Regions from separate parts of the Mus musculus genome. Here regions 2 and 3 are each linked to region 1. The links are chromatin contacts, called in public Hi-C and promoter capture Hi-C maps. All regions are on one chromosome and are shown on one strand. The core of a region is the stretch at or near the end of the contact, and the rest is flanking DNA. Distances in the headings are between cores, read along the strand shown.

Region 1 (4,360 bases), core at 1,393-3,892:
TTACTGGTAAAATTGAGAATAGTCAGAAAGTTAAATCCTGAGGAGTTAGAAATGCAGGCTCAATGGCTCAAAAAAAAAACAAAAAAAAACCAGCAGAGTGACAATTGAATGGGACCTTCCTAAACGGAGGCAGCTGTAAAGGAATACATGGCTGAGTGAGGAAATATACACGTGATAGATAGGCTCTGGCTTGAGCATATTGTACCAAATGATAGGAAGCTAACAGCTTAGATAAAGAAAGCAAAAGAGAGATGAAAATGTTCTTGTACAGGACAAGATAATAAAGAGCTTAATGAGGAGAGTGAACTAAAATCGCTGGCATAATCTATGACTTTGAAAGACAGAGATGCCCTGTTAGGCACTGGAATCTTTACATCACTGTAGGGGCCACCCAGCCATTTACTGCTAGTAGTTTGAATTATAAAGATTCTTGAAATGATATAAATCCTGGTGCCCTAAGGTTAGGTCTTTACATACAGAAGGAAGAGTTTATTTGGGGTACTCAGTTACAGAGGAAAGCCCATGGCCATCATAGTGAGAAACACTGCAATAGGCAGGCAGGCAGGCATGGCGCTGGAGTAGTAGCTGAAGGCTCACTTCTTCATCCACAAGAATGGGTCAGAGAGACAGACACTGGGAATGGCTTGAAACTTTTGAAGTCTCAAAGCCAGGTTGTAGTGATACAAGTCCTCCAACAAGGCCACACCTCCTCCAGCAAGGCCACACCTCCTCCTTGCTGGTCTTGATGACCACACCTCCTTCAACAAGGCCCCACCTCCTCCAACAAGGCCACACCTCCTAATCCTTCCCAAACACCTCCACCATACTGGGGACCAAGTACTCAGATATATGAACCTACAGGGGCCATTCTCATTCAGACAACACACAACAATGAATTTACTGATAGACTCAGATATTTATTGAAGTATACACAGTGCTGGAGGCTGGGAGGGTAAACAGGAGGTTAGTTCTGGGAAATCTTGATTTTTTTTTTTTTTTGGAAAAAGTTAAGAGGAAACAAGAAAGGCAACCTGGTTGATTCCCTAACAGAGCCTCTGCAACACAAACGCAGTACTTTGTTCTTCTTTGTCTCTTCTCTCTGACATTAGTGTTACTCTCCTGGGCTGGCTGTCTCCACACTTGTGTACTCTGTGTGTGTGTATGTGTGTGTGTGTGTGTGTGTGTGTCTTTTTTTAGAGGGAGAAGGAGGAAACATCTATAACAGATATTATACTGGCCCAGCCTGGTCAGAAGACAATTACTGTGGCACCTATCATGTCTTCAGATCACCATCCTGAGCAGTAACAATCTGAAAAACAGTAATTGTAGCCCAAACTATACAAACGGTGCAAGGAAGCCGGGTCTGTAGCAAAGCTTTGAGATGATGAAATGTTAGCACAGAATATGCTAGCAGGTGGTAGGCATGCGCACAGAAGGTCTTAAAGTTCTGTTTTTATTAAATATGAAACTGATACACAAAATTGGTGCCTACAAAACATATGTAAGCGATAAAGAAGCGAGACATAATTAGCATACATGGCTGTCCCCACCCAGTTTAAGGGAAGGGATGTCGGTGACTTCCCAGGTCTCCAGTACCATCTTTTTCTCTCCCCTCCAGACACAATCATGCTTTGTGATTGCTATTCACATTTTTTAAAAACAGAGATGTTAGCCAGGAAGTGGTGGCACAGGTCTTTAATTCCAGCACTTGGGAGGCAGAGGCAGGCAGATTTCTTAGTTTGAGGCCAGCCTGGTCTACAGAGTGAGTTCCAGGATAGCCAGGGCTATACAGAGAAACCCTGTCTCGGAAACCAAACAAAACCCAGAGATGTTTGTATCTCCTCATGTGGTGGTGGCTTCTCTGCCTTTGTATAAGTGGAAACAGGGCTGGTGACAAGGCTTAGTGGGTAAGAGGCTTGCTGCACAAGCCTGGACCTAAGTTCAACCCCAGGATCCCACCACAGAAGAGATTCGTTCCCAGTATCCATGTCCTGTTCCAGCGAGTCTTAACAGTACAGGCACCCACACTCAAGTGCACACCTACCTGCTGACACATGCATATAAATCAGACAAAAATCTTTGACAAAATAAAACTGGAAGCACGCCATGCCATACATATTTCTCTCAAAATGATGTTTCTGAGATTTTTAAATACCATCACCTTAATGTTTTCACTTTGAGCCAAACTTTACTTGCTCCAGTACGAGAGGAAACTCAATTTTGAGCCTGAGCTACCAGCTTTGCCTTTCCCTCTCTGTGGGACACGGTAATGGTACTACCACTCATCCGTGTGTGTCTGTGGATGTTTGGCCCATGTTAGCCTTTTGCTGGGTAAGCTATGTGGTTATGAATATCACGAGGCTTATTCCTGCCACACTTGTGCAAATGTTTCTTCAGGGAATACACCTGAATGAGGAACTGCTGGATCCAGGGCGTATCAGCTTTTAGAGATCATGCCAAATTGTTTTCCAAAGCGGTTAGAGTGATTTCCGTTCGCACTGGCATTGGGGAAGCTTGCCAGTTGTTCTAAATCCTATCGGCTATCTGCCATGGACTTTCATTTTTGCCGACCTGGAATGTATCAGATGGATCTCACTGAGGGTTCACTTGTGTTGTACACAGGACTGCAGAAGGTTTCAACACTGCACAGATGGATGCTATCACATGACCAGATGAGACTCTGGACTCTGCCTTGAACTTTAGCTCTCATCCATTAGCTAATCCAGGTTGTTGATCCCACAATGAAACATTACTCCTATGCAAATTCTCTGGGCAAAAGTTAAAACTTGGCATAATAATTTAGTATGATGCCTGGGACAGAAAGTGCTAGAAACTATAGATGATCAAGTTATGAATGAAGAAAATACTTTGTAGGCTGGGGTGTAGTTTGGTGAAAAATCACGTGTTCCATGTACAGGGACCTGGGTTCTAATCCTAGCATGGAAAAAGGGGGGAGAATTGTTTTCATGGACACTGTGCTCCATATTTTATTGAAAGCCATAAGGGAGTCAAGAGGAATTGCGAGTCATGTCCACCTAGTTCATAAAACTCTCTCTGCTGCCATAAAGGAATATGGAGAGGGTGTGGCTCACTGTGGGTTAGAACATTTAGTTCCTGATTCAGAACTCAGGAGGTGGAGATGCGACTAGGATTTAATTACAATTACCTTGGTACAAGTGAGATTTACAGCAAAGAGCTAATAAAGATGTCTTCCCTTGGGTGTCACTCTGGATTGTAAACCTGCTGATTGATTAACAAGCTAAACTTAGTTAAGAGGCCACAACCTGATCGGACTCTAGCCGAGAGACATGTGCCAAACAAGCCAAAGGTCCAAGAGAAAATTCAACGGCAAACGGGCAAGAAATCAGGTGATGCACCAGTGAGCTGGTGGGTCTGAGGCTGAGCCGCAGGGGTGGAACCTCTAAGCTCGAGGCTTGAGGATGGGATGAGCCTGGTCCTGAGCTGGATGTCCTGAGCTGGAGCTGAGCAGAGCAGTGGAAGCTGGCTGGGGGCATCTGCAGCGCTCAGCAAGTAGACTGGCTTCATTATGATAGCAATGACCTGTGAATAGTTAGTTAATGGCTGAGCGCTAAAACTCGAGGGTAGAGCTCAGCCTCATAAAACTTCTTTTTCTTTTCTTTTCTTGTTTGGTTGGTTTGGGTTTCTGAAAGAGGGTTCCTCTGTTTAGCCTTGGCTGTCCTAGAACTAGTTCTGTAGACCAGGCTGGCCTCGAATCACAGATATCTGTCTACCTTGGAGGTGCTGGGATTAAAGGCTTGTGCCACCATCACCCAGCTTCCTTTCTTTTTCTCAGACAAGGTCTTCCTACATTCCTCAGGCTGGCCTTAAACCCACAGTGACCCTGTCTCAGTCTCCTCAGTATTTGGGATCAGAGGTGTACACGATCCTTATAAATATACCTTTCAGAAAGCACTATATCATTGCTATTAGGAATTTAAAGAGTGCGGGAGACAACCCCACTGGAACTGCCTGTTCTTCCACAGAACCCAAGTCTCAGTTCACAGCACCTATAGGGCAGCTAGATCCAGGAGATCCGATGCCCTCTTCTGGCCCCATTGGCACTGCACGAGTGTGGTGCACAGACATACAGGCAGGCAAGACACCCACACACATAAAAAGAAAAGAATTTAAGCCTGTTTCTTTTTTTGGAATACATTCTATGTATTTTTGAAATCTGTGTTTTTGTAAATGAAAGATTTGTTCAAATTTGTTTCAAGAAACACAAGAGGCTTTACAGGTGAGATAAGTAACCAGCTATAGAGCAGCTGCCCGGGTCAGCAGGGCCCTTTACTTATAAAGACTCCGTTATACTCTTCTGAGATCAACTGATAGACCTAGT
Region 2 (4,017 bases), core at 207-2,706, 520 kb before region 1:
AAGGCCACAGGTGGTGGTGGTGCACGCCTTTAATCCCAGCCCTTGGAGGCAGAGGCAGGCGGATTTCTGAGTGCAAGGCCAGCCTGGTCTACAAAGTTAGTTCCGGGACAGCCACCGGGACTATACAGAGAAACCCTGTCTCAAATCCCCCCCCCCAAAAAAAAAGCCCACAGGCACAACAGATTGCTTAGGTAGATCTGCGTGTGTGTCCCCTCTCTACTCTATACAAAACTCTGGTAATTAGTTCGTGGGAGACTATAAACCCCAAGCAGGCTTATAACTGCTGTGTTCACGGGCAAACTCAAAAGGGACATAAGTGCCTTCCTAGATCTGACCAAATCTCGAGAATGAACAGATTGTGAGTTCCATGACAGCAGAAAGCAGTATATAAGAAGGTAGTTCTGGGAAAGGGCTGTGGTTGAGCCGTGGGGTAGAGAGAGGCCCAACTGAAGGGAGTGTGCTGGCTGCTGTCTTTTTCAGTGATTATAAATTAATAAGGTGGCTTCTCACACCAGTTGATCTTGTGCGCGGCTTTGACATGGATGCGCCTGCTCTTTGGAGACTGGATGTCAATAAACAAGCAAGTTTCCTGGCCGGAAAATGGTGAGAACTCGGGGCACAGAGTGGAATCCGGAGCCTGCCTCTCCAGACCAGGGCCTTTTGCAGAGCACCTGCGAAGCAACAGCAGTCCTCTGGCAATCAGTATTGTCTGGTTTGATAGAGGGTTGGCAGCTTGCTCAAGGTAAGCAAATGTGGCAGCCTGTTCCATTTGCTAGGCACCACTGCCAATCTGGAGCAATGAGTTTCACGTGGGTATGCATTTCCTTAAGTCATTCTCTCCATTTTGCAGAGGAGGAAACTGAGGCTCAACAAAGCATCTTTTGGCAGATACTGCAATCCAGGCACCTGAAGTAGGTAGGCTCTGTGGCACAACTAACCAGGTAGGGCTGATCAAATCAGTGGTGGAGAATTCGGGGAGAAAGGGCTCCCCAGCCTTGCAATTCCAAGGAGTGGGCCCCAGGCTTTACTCAGCTGTGCCCACAGTCTCTAGCGGCGCTACTGCAAAGGGAACGGAATTTGCTCTTGACGTCTCTCTAGGGGGAACGCAGGCGCAGAAGGCCAGGGGCCTGGCGGGCTAACTGCAGCCCCAGCCCCCCAAAGCGCCCCAGGCCTTTTGGCTTCGTTCCAAGCCTAGCCCGAAGGGGAGGACATCTGCTTCCTCCAAGTGTCCCAACTGAAGGGCAGAGAGGCGAAGGAGAAGGGGACTCCTTTGCCGAGCCCCACTCCCAGGGGTTCGTGAGGATCAATCATCAGAAAACTAGAGCCACTTGTAATCTTATTCCCTGGTAGGAGGAGTCTGAGTAGTCGGCACGCGGGAGGGAGGAGATGGGACCAGGGCGGGGGAGGGCGGCCAGGGGAGCCGCTCAGGGAGGGGAGGGACTTGGCTAGGTTTCTCAAGCCTTCTTCACTCTCCAAACTTTCACCAAACTCTTAGCCCCCGCCTCCCCGAAACCAAAACACAACAAGCTCTGGAGGAGCGGCAGGCAACGCGGCGGGGCGGGAGGACTGGCGGCTGCAGAGAGCCTCGGGAGGCTGATGCAACTTTCCCTTTAAGAAAGCCACCTGGGCGCACCGCGGTGCGGACCCAGCACGCCTGGGCCGGGGGCAGCAGTATGGTAAGAGAGCTGGGGGAAGGGGGCTTTGCGGCCCGAGCCTAGGTCTGTCCAGCCGTCGTTCTGGGCGTTTCTGTGACTCTGGGAGGCTGAGCCCCAGGATGTGTATGGATGTGTGTGTGGTGCGTGGATGAGATAGCGTTTGCTTGCGGGTATCTGTGGCTAAGAGTGTGAGTGCTCGCACTGGGATGTCTGTCTCGCCGCGAAGGTCTGGGTAGGTGCGTGTGTCTGTGTGTCATCGTTGTCACCAAGGAACTAAAGCAGACGGGAGGGAGGGTGATTTCGGAATGGAGGGGGTGCGTTGCGTGCCGACGCCGGCTCGGTCGGAGGTGGTTGGTACGGGGCTGTGCGCGCAGCGCCGGAACCGAAGAGCGTCTTCGGTCTTTCTGGGGCGCCAGTGGGTCTGCCGCGGCCGGGAGCCGGCAGCGGGGTCTGTGCCCCGCGTGCAGCCTCTCGCCCCACCTCCTCTCCCAGCCGTGCTGGCTATCTATCTGGGCGCCGCAGCCGGCGGCCTTCCTAATCTGCCCGCCCACTCGCCCGCCGGGTGCCGGTTCCCGCGCGCCCGCGGTTCCTGGGAAGCAGCGAGGAAGAACCCCAGCGCCCTCCGGTTCTCTTTTGTCCGCGGCTCGCGTGGCTGCAGCGTTGAGAAGGGATTGCGGGGCGGAGAGTGGTTTTGGGGGACTGCTACTCTGGGGGGAAAAAATCCACGCCCTGCCACTCGAGCCTTCACTCTAGCCTTCCTTCTGGGCATGCTTGCGGCGAGTGCGGGCGGCCACAGGTGAGGCCTGGTTTCCCGCAGCTCCCGAGCGCCTGCTCCCAGCCTGTACCCCGCAGCAGGCAGCCACACACGGGCCGGAGCTGAGGCCAGCGAGCCGGGAGGGGGCTTGCCCGCAGACCCGGGAGGGGCCGAGGACGGGCGGGGGCGGGGCAAGGGGGCGGAGACCTCGGCACCCGGGTACTTTTCCACCGCGGGGGGCGGGGCGGCATCCTCCACGCCAGCTGAGAGGCGCACACGTGGTGGCTGATGTAACGCCCGCCCCCCAACACACCTTGCACACTGATTAAAGCGAACCGGTCTCGTTTCGAGGAAGTGGGCACTCCGGGCGGTGCCATGACTCCAAAAGTGACCGCGCCCCACACTGCCAGCCCGTCCCGGGCCTTCAAGTCCGGCCGGGCAGCTACTTAAAGGGGCCGCACCCCCTCTCGGGTCTGTTTTCCATAGGCCACGCCCCTCGCTAGTCACTCTTAAAGGAGCCGCGTACCCACCTAGCACTCTATGATAGCTCCCTCACAAAGCCTGTTCTACTTTTTTTCCTTTTTTTCTTGTTTTTTGGTTTTGTATTTTGAGACAGAATTTCTCTGCGTAGCCCTGGCTATCCTGAAACTTGCTCTATACACCAGGCTGGCCTTGAATTCAGAGATCTGCCTGCCTCTGCCTCCCAAGAGCTGGGTCTAAAGGTGTGTGCCACCACTGACTGGTTTCTGTTCTATTTTTTAAATGAAGCAAGTCTGAGGCTATGACTGTTAGAAAGATAAAGGATAGAGGGCAAGGAATGGGCAAAAAGAACACCTAAGATAAAGACATCTCCAGAGAGGCAAAAGGTTAGAGAGCGGGTGATAGGATTGGTTAGGGACTAGCGGAGAACATTGAGCGTGCCCAAGTGTTTCAAAGACTTCAGAGAAAACGCTCCCTTCCTCCTTATGTTCAGCGGGACTACAGTAGTATAGTTCTCAGGATATAGAAGAACCACACGTCTGCCCTGGCAGACCTCTCCAGACAGAGGGGGTGGACAGAAGCCAGCATCTTGCATATATTGCATTCTTGAAGGGTACCATGGAAGGGTCGACTGCAGAAGGAGGAGGAAGGCTTCATGAAGATAATGGCATGGGGTCTGGTTTTGATGTTGGTAGGCAATGTATTGACCAGTGAAAACTGGGGACCAGAGACCCTTACAGAGGGAACTATTGCCCGAGCAAAGGTGGGGATGCAGGAAGCCCCTGAGTTTGCAGCAAGTAGCTGGCTTGGTGCCCCAGACAGGAGACTTTATGCACACAACACTGTGCTAACATCCCTGTGGTAGTGAATAGAGACGGTGTCTCCTCCCTCCGAATTGTAAAGTACTGGAGACCTGTTGCCTCTAGTTACTAGTGAGGGCTTAGTTCATATAGACCCCTAAAATTGGTCTACCTAGGGGCTGGAAAGATGGCTCAGTGATTAGGGATGCATAAGGGGCTGGCTGGTCTTCCAGACGGCCAGGGCCTGTAGTTCCTGGCAGCAGTGTCAGGAGGCTCACTATTGCTTGTAACTTCAGCTTCAGGGAATGGGATGTCCTCTGTTGGCACT
Region 3 (4,179 bases), core at 1,469-3,968, 760 kb after region 1:
CTGAGAGCCCAGGGTGCACCTAAGGGACTTGAACGCTAGACCTGACTCGGGTCTTCTGCATCCCCGTGGGCGTGCCACAGAGGGCTAGGGGGAGGGGATCAGCCACTTCCACTTCTCAGCGCTTATGTTCCAGCATTAGGGTTCTGACAAAACGTGTGGAACGAGTTTTATCCAAACAGTAAGTTGGGAGTTGGGTCTTTGCCCATGTTCTCCTCCCTGGGCATTATTCTGCTGCAGAGACAGCAAAGCCATATCTCTTTCTCCGAGTTCCCAGTTGATGGCAGATTAAGCTATAGGTTGTAGAGAACACATCGAGGGAAGGAAGGGCTTGGAAGACCGTGAGATGTTACCACCAGCATTCTCACAGTGAGGTTTGCATCCCTTTTACATCACCACATGCACTTCAGCCTGGTAAAAATAACACATGTTGAGTTCATGGATTTCAATTTCATCTGCAGGCTAATGGCAGCAGATGGACAGTGGTGGCCCAGTTGAGGGTGGCTTCCTGTTCTGACCTCAGTCAGCAAACACTTGTTGATTGAGATTTCCCAGGCCCAATATGGACACTAACATGGAACTGGACAGTGAGCTGTCCCTATTTCCTCAGAGGTAGGGTTGCCCCCTCAGGCCCTAACAACAAGGTAAAGGGAACTGGTGGACTTATTCCCCATAAGTCTAAGTCAGCAGTGATCAAGTGTGGTAAATGGGGTACTGTGGGCTGGGGCAGGTGACAGATCTCAGCTATGTGTCTACCAAGGGGCAGGAGCTCTGTTCCTCCCCTGCAGCTATACTGAGTCTGGCTGAGCCTCGTTTTCTTAACCTGGCTGTATCAGCCATCCTCTGTCCACCACTGCACAGACTGTTGGTTCTGTCTACCTGGAATGTTGTCTTGCCACTGCTTTCCCAGTTGGCAGACTGCGTACTTGTCCTTTGAGCTGATTTCAAAGTCACCTACTGGGAGTTGAATTTTGATTGCCCCCCCAAGGCGATCCCTCCACTGCTTCCTTAGTTCCCCAAGCACCTCTATTGAAGTCCACACGCTATGGGCGGTCACTGGCTCTGCCTCCCCAACCTGTGCTCACTTGACTACTTGCTGTCTCCTTGACATTAGGCAGGCCTTCTCCAGTAAAGTTAGGCCTTGACCTGCCAATTGAACAGGGCCTTATAGAAGACGTGGGCCTAGGTGGCTCCATGTAAAACAGGGCCTGCTGACACAGAACCCACCTCCCTCCCTCCCTCCTCTACTCATGCTGTACCAGCATAAGTTTTTGACAAGTCTATATTATTTTTCTCTTACCATTTTTTTATTAAATTGCCTTGTTGTAAGCAATATGAAATCATTGGTTTATAAAAATTCATTGTGGGTGAGTACTGAGTTTAGAATTCAAGAACCCACAAAAGGATCTAAACTGAAGGCTCCTTTTTTTTATCTTGCCTCTTGCTGGCCACCCAGGACCCTCAGTGTTCATTATTACCTAGACCAAGCTGGTCTTGAACTCAAATCTGCTTACCTCTGCTTCTCAGCTGTTGGGATTGATGTGTGGGCCGCCATACCCAACCTTCATTGTTCTTTTTGTACATGCTTTTAAGTCATTCTTCATATTCTTCCCTCCAATTTTTTATATCAAAGGTGGCATTCGATATGAATACTGATCAAGCTTGCTTTAAACTTGTCCTTGTAACTTGGAGAATGTCCCAAACCAATCCATCCAGATGTATCCTTTATATATTCCATTATACTGCTATGCCACAGCTCACTAAACCATAGGTATGTGCTAATATCATTTTTATTCTAATGTGTACTAGAAAAATGCATATTTGCATACCCTAAGTATTACACCTGAGCAACCCTGAGCATGTTACTCAGCAGATAGCCCAGCATATGGTGGGGCTCAGCTGTCACCATTGAGCTCTGTCACTGATGTTTACCACAGCCTCATAAGTCCCACTGGTCACCTGATGACTCTTGGCTCGGCTGTGGCTCCCAGAAGCTTGTCATGTACTCCCTGCCCACTCACCCCGCAGCACTGGGTCTGGAGGCTCCCTAGAGAGCTGGGAGACAGGAGATGTGAGAGGCCATGCCTTTTGACTGAGTTCACAGAGGATGGGAGTTGAAGGGAAGTGGCGCAGTAAAGAATGACTTTGCAAGGTCAGTCAAGGAGAAACAGACAGACAGACCATTCGAAGGCAGGCTCCAACATTCTGTGTCCACTGGAGCAGACACAGGCCTTCCTCTTTCTCAGAGTTTCATGTGAGAACTATAGCTTTGGCAGTCCTTGTCTTTCAGGCTTCTGGAAAATGAGAAGACCTGGGAACAAGTCTGCTTAAGGGCTACGCCCAGCTCTATCTAACAATCTAGAAGTCAGGGCAGCTTCTGGGTACTGTGGGGAGACAGGCCCAGACGCTCACACAAGGCTGAAACCCAGCTAAAACTATCACACACTATCCTAGACAGAGTCTCGCACGGCTCCTGATCTTAGGCTTCCCTCTTGGACCCGAATCGCCCAGCCCAGCGCCATGCGGGTGTTCTGCATCCGTAGATGCTGGTCTATTTCTTTGGTTTTGGCATGAGTCCCCAGCTCTCTTTTCCCACAGCCAGTCAAGGGCCTGCCTCAAGTTATATTTCTTGGCTTCTTCGTTTGAAGAGCTGGAGAGTCCCTAACTTTGTCTATTCAGGTGGACACCTCACTGGCCTTCCACCTCTGTGTAAACAGGCCCTTTCACCTGCTGGCCTTATCCCTTCCTGCTGCCTTCAACCCTTTGTCCCTTAGTCACTTCGGGTCATGTACTTTTTGAATCGTATTTCTGTTATCTGGTACAATTCACCCTGAAATGAAAGCTCATGGTTTGCAGGGGGTAGGGGTGGGGGCGTTGGTGTGAGGAGCACTCAGTGAGGACTCCAGGGCCCTGTATTCTGATCCTGACGCTGCTGCAGACCCCTGAGTAGATTGGAACTTTGATCTCTTGCTCTGAGCTCTCAAGAACTTTTGTTTTCTCCCCAGTGAAGGGTAGGAAGGCTAGAGAAGGGCAGGGTCATGTCTCCAGTGCTGAACAATGTGACTGTTCCCATTTTGCAGATAGGCACATGGAGGGTAGGGAGGCAGTGGGGCAGGGAAACCCAGCTAGCCTGCAAGAATTCCTATTGGCTAGACTCAGGCCATTGCCCTTGGCTTTGAATCCAGAGCCTTTCTTCCCCATCTGCACTGTCCCTTTCATTCAGTTTGGCCTTCCTGGTGAGGGAGGGAAGGTTGGTTCCTCTTCCTCCCACAATGTGGGGCTACCTGAAATGTAAGTATCACTCCTACCTGGGTAGTGAGACCTTGGAAAGCCAAAGGCTCTCTAACTGCATAAAGAAAAACCTGATTGCTCTCTCTCCTCAGAGAAGTCTAGAAGTCAGCTGGGCAGGTTTGGGCACCTGAGGCCAGGAAGTAGCCAGGTTTCCTGGGAGAAGGACAAATGTGTTGCCAGGAGTCAGGCGAGGCATATCTGAACATGGGAACCTGCCAGCATTGACTTTGCTCTGTAGTACTCTGGGCCCAGACATGCCTGTAACCCTGTGGTTTCTTCCTGCAGAAGGTGACGGGCCGCCTCATGTTGGCTGTGGGAGGAGCAGTGCTCGGATCACTGCAGTTCGGCTATAACACTGGTGTCATCAACGCCCCCCAGAAGGTAAGTGTGCTATGCCACTCCCCATATATACCATCACCCACACACATTCATGGTGCCACCTCGGTGTCCATCATTGACATCAACTGACCATCTTCCCTCCCAGCTGGAATTCTAGAATCCCAGGGCCATAGAATGGTGCTACTGTGGTAGGCTGTCTTGACTGTTTCCCAAACAGCACAGACATTTACACTGATCAGTATAGTGGAATTTCATTTATATAGTATTTGGGGCTCCTGAAAGCTCCACATCTGTTGCTGGGCAAGTGGGCAGGCAGTGGGGGAAATGGTCAGAGAAGAGGAGCCTTCCCCAGTGCCACCCTGTCGTGCAGTTTTTATGTTCTCACACGCCAGCCACTTACAGCATAGTCCAGTTCCAGACTGTAACGGCTTCCTGTCCCTGGAGGTCCCAGGTCAATTTAAGTAAACATGGCATCTCACCCTGAGGTGCTGCAGGAGCTCGGCCTGGCTTCCTTCTCCCCATTGCACACCTCAGATCTGCCCCCACTTGTGT

What was found. Promoter capture Hi-C pulls out the DNA fragments that hold promoters and counts their contacts. A called contact is a pair of places that touch in the nucleus more often than the background predicts.
Region 2: a contact with region 1 is called in a Hi-C map of liver, with 1.6 times the contacts expected there. The contact joins the promoter of Slc6a9 here to the enhancer-like site in region 1. A contact is called at or near these places in 2 of 39 promoter capture datasets (the 3T3-L1 cell line and hippocampal neurons), 1 of 484 Hi-C or Micro-C datasets (liver) and 2 of 115 datasets of contacts at active chromatin or transcription factors (embryonic stem cells and pancreatic cancer cells).
Region 3: a promoter capture Hi-C map of liver shows a contact between it and region 1, with 2.9 times the contacts expected there. The contact joins two enhancer-like sites. A contact is called at or near these places in 1 of 39 promoter capture datasets (liver) and 3 of 115 datasets of contacts at active chromatin or transcription factors (bone marrow-derived macrophages, memory CD8 T cells and pancreatic cancer cells).

Annotation. Positions count from the first base shown.
Region 1 is chr4:118,354,314-118,358,673 of GRCm38.p6, forward strand. No RefSeq gene overlaps it. Among named protein-coding and RNA genes, the nearest start is that of Szt2, 53 kb to the right of the region's middle. Within about 2 kb of position 2,643, at least 11 of the 459 cell types and tissues checked have an H3K27ac peak or open chromatin away from gene starts, as enhancers often do. A contact at or near this core is called in liver, where this site is marked.
Region 2 is chr4:117,833,802-117,837,818 of GRCm38.p6, forward strand. It overlaps Slc6a9 (solute carrier family 6 (neurotransmitter transporter, glycine), member 9), which reads left to right and starts at 1,457. Exons shown (of 14, transcript NM_008135.4): 1 at 1,457-1,676.
Region 3 is chr4:119,116,818-119,120,996 of GRCm38.p6, forward strand. It overlaps Slc2a1 (solute carrier family 2 (facilitated glucose transporter), member 1), which reads left to right. Exons shown (of 10, transcript NM_011400.3): 2 at 3,574-3,669. Among named protein-coding and RNA genes, the nearest start is that of Gm52706, 10 kb to the left of the region's middle. Within about 2 kb of position 2,719, at least 31 of the 459 cell types and tissues checked have an H3K27ac peak or open chromatin away from gene starts, as enhancers often do. A contact at or near this core is called in liver, where this site is marked.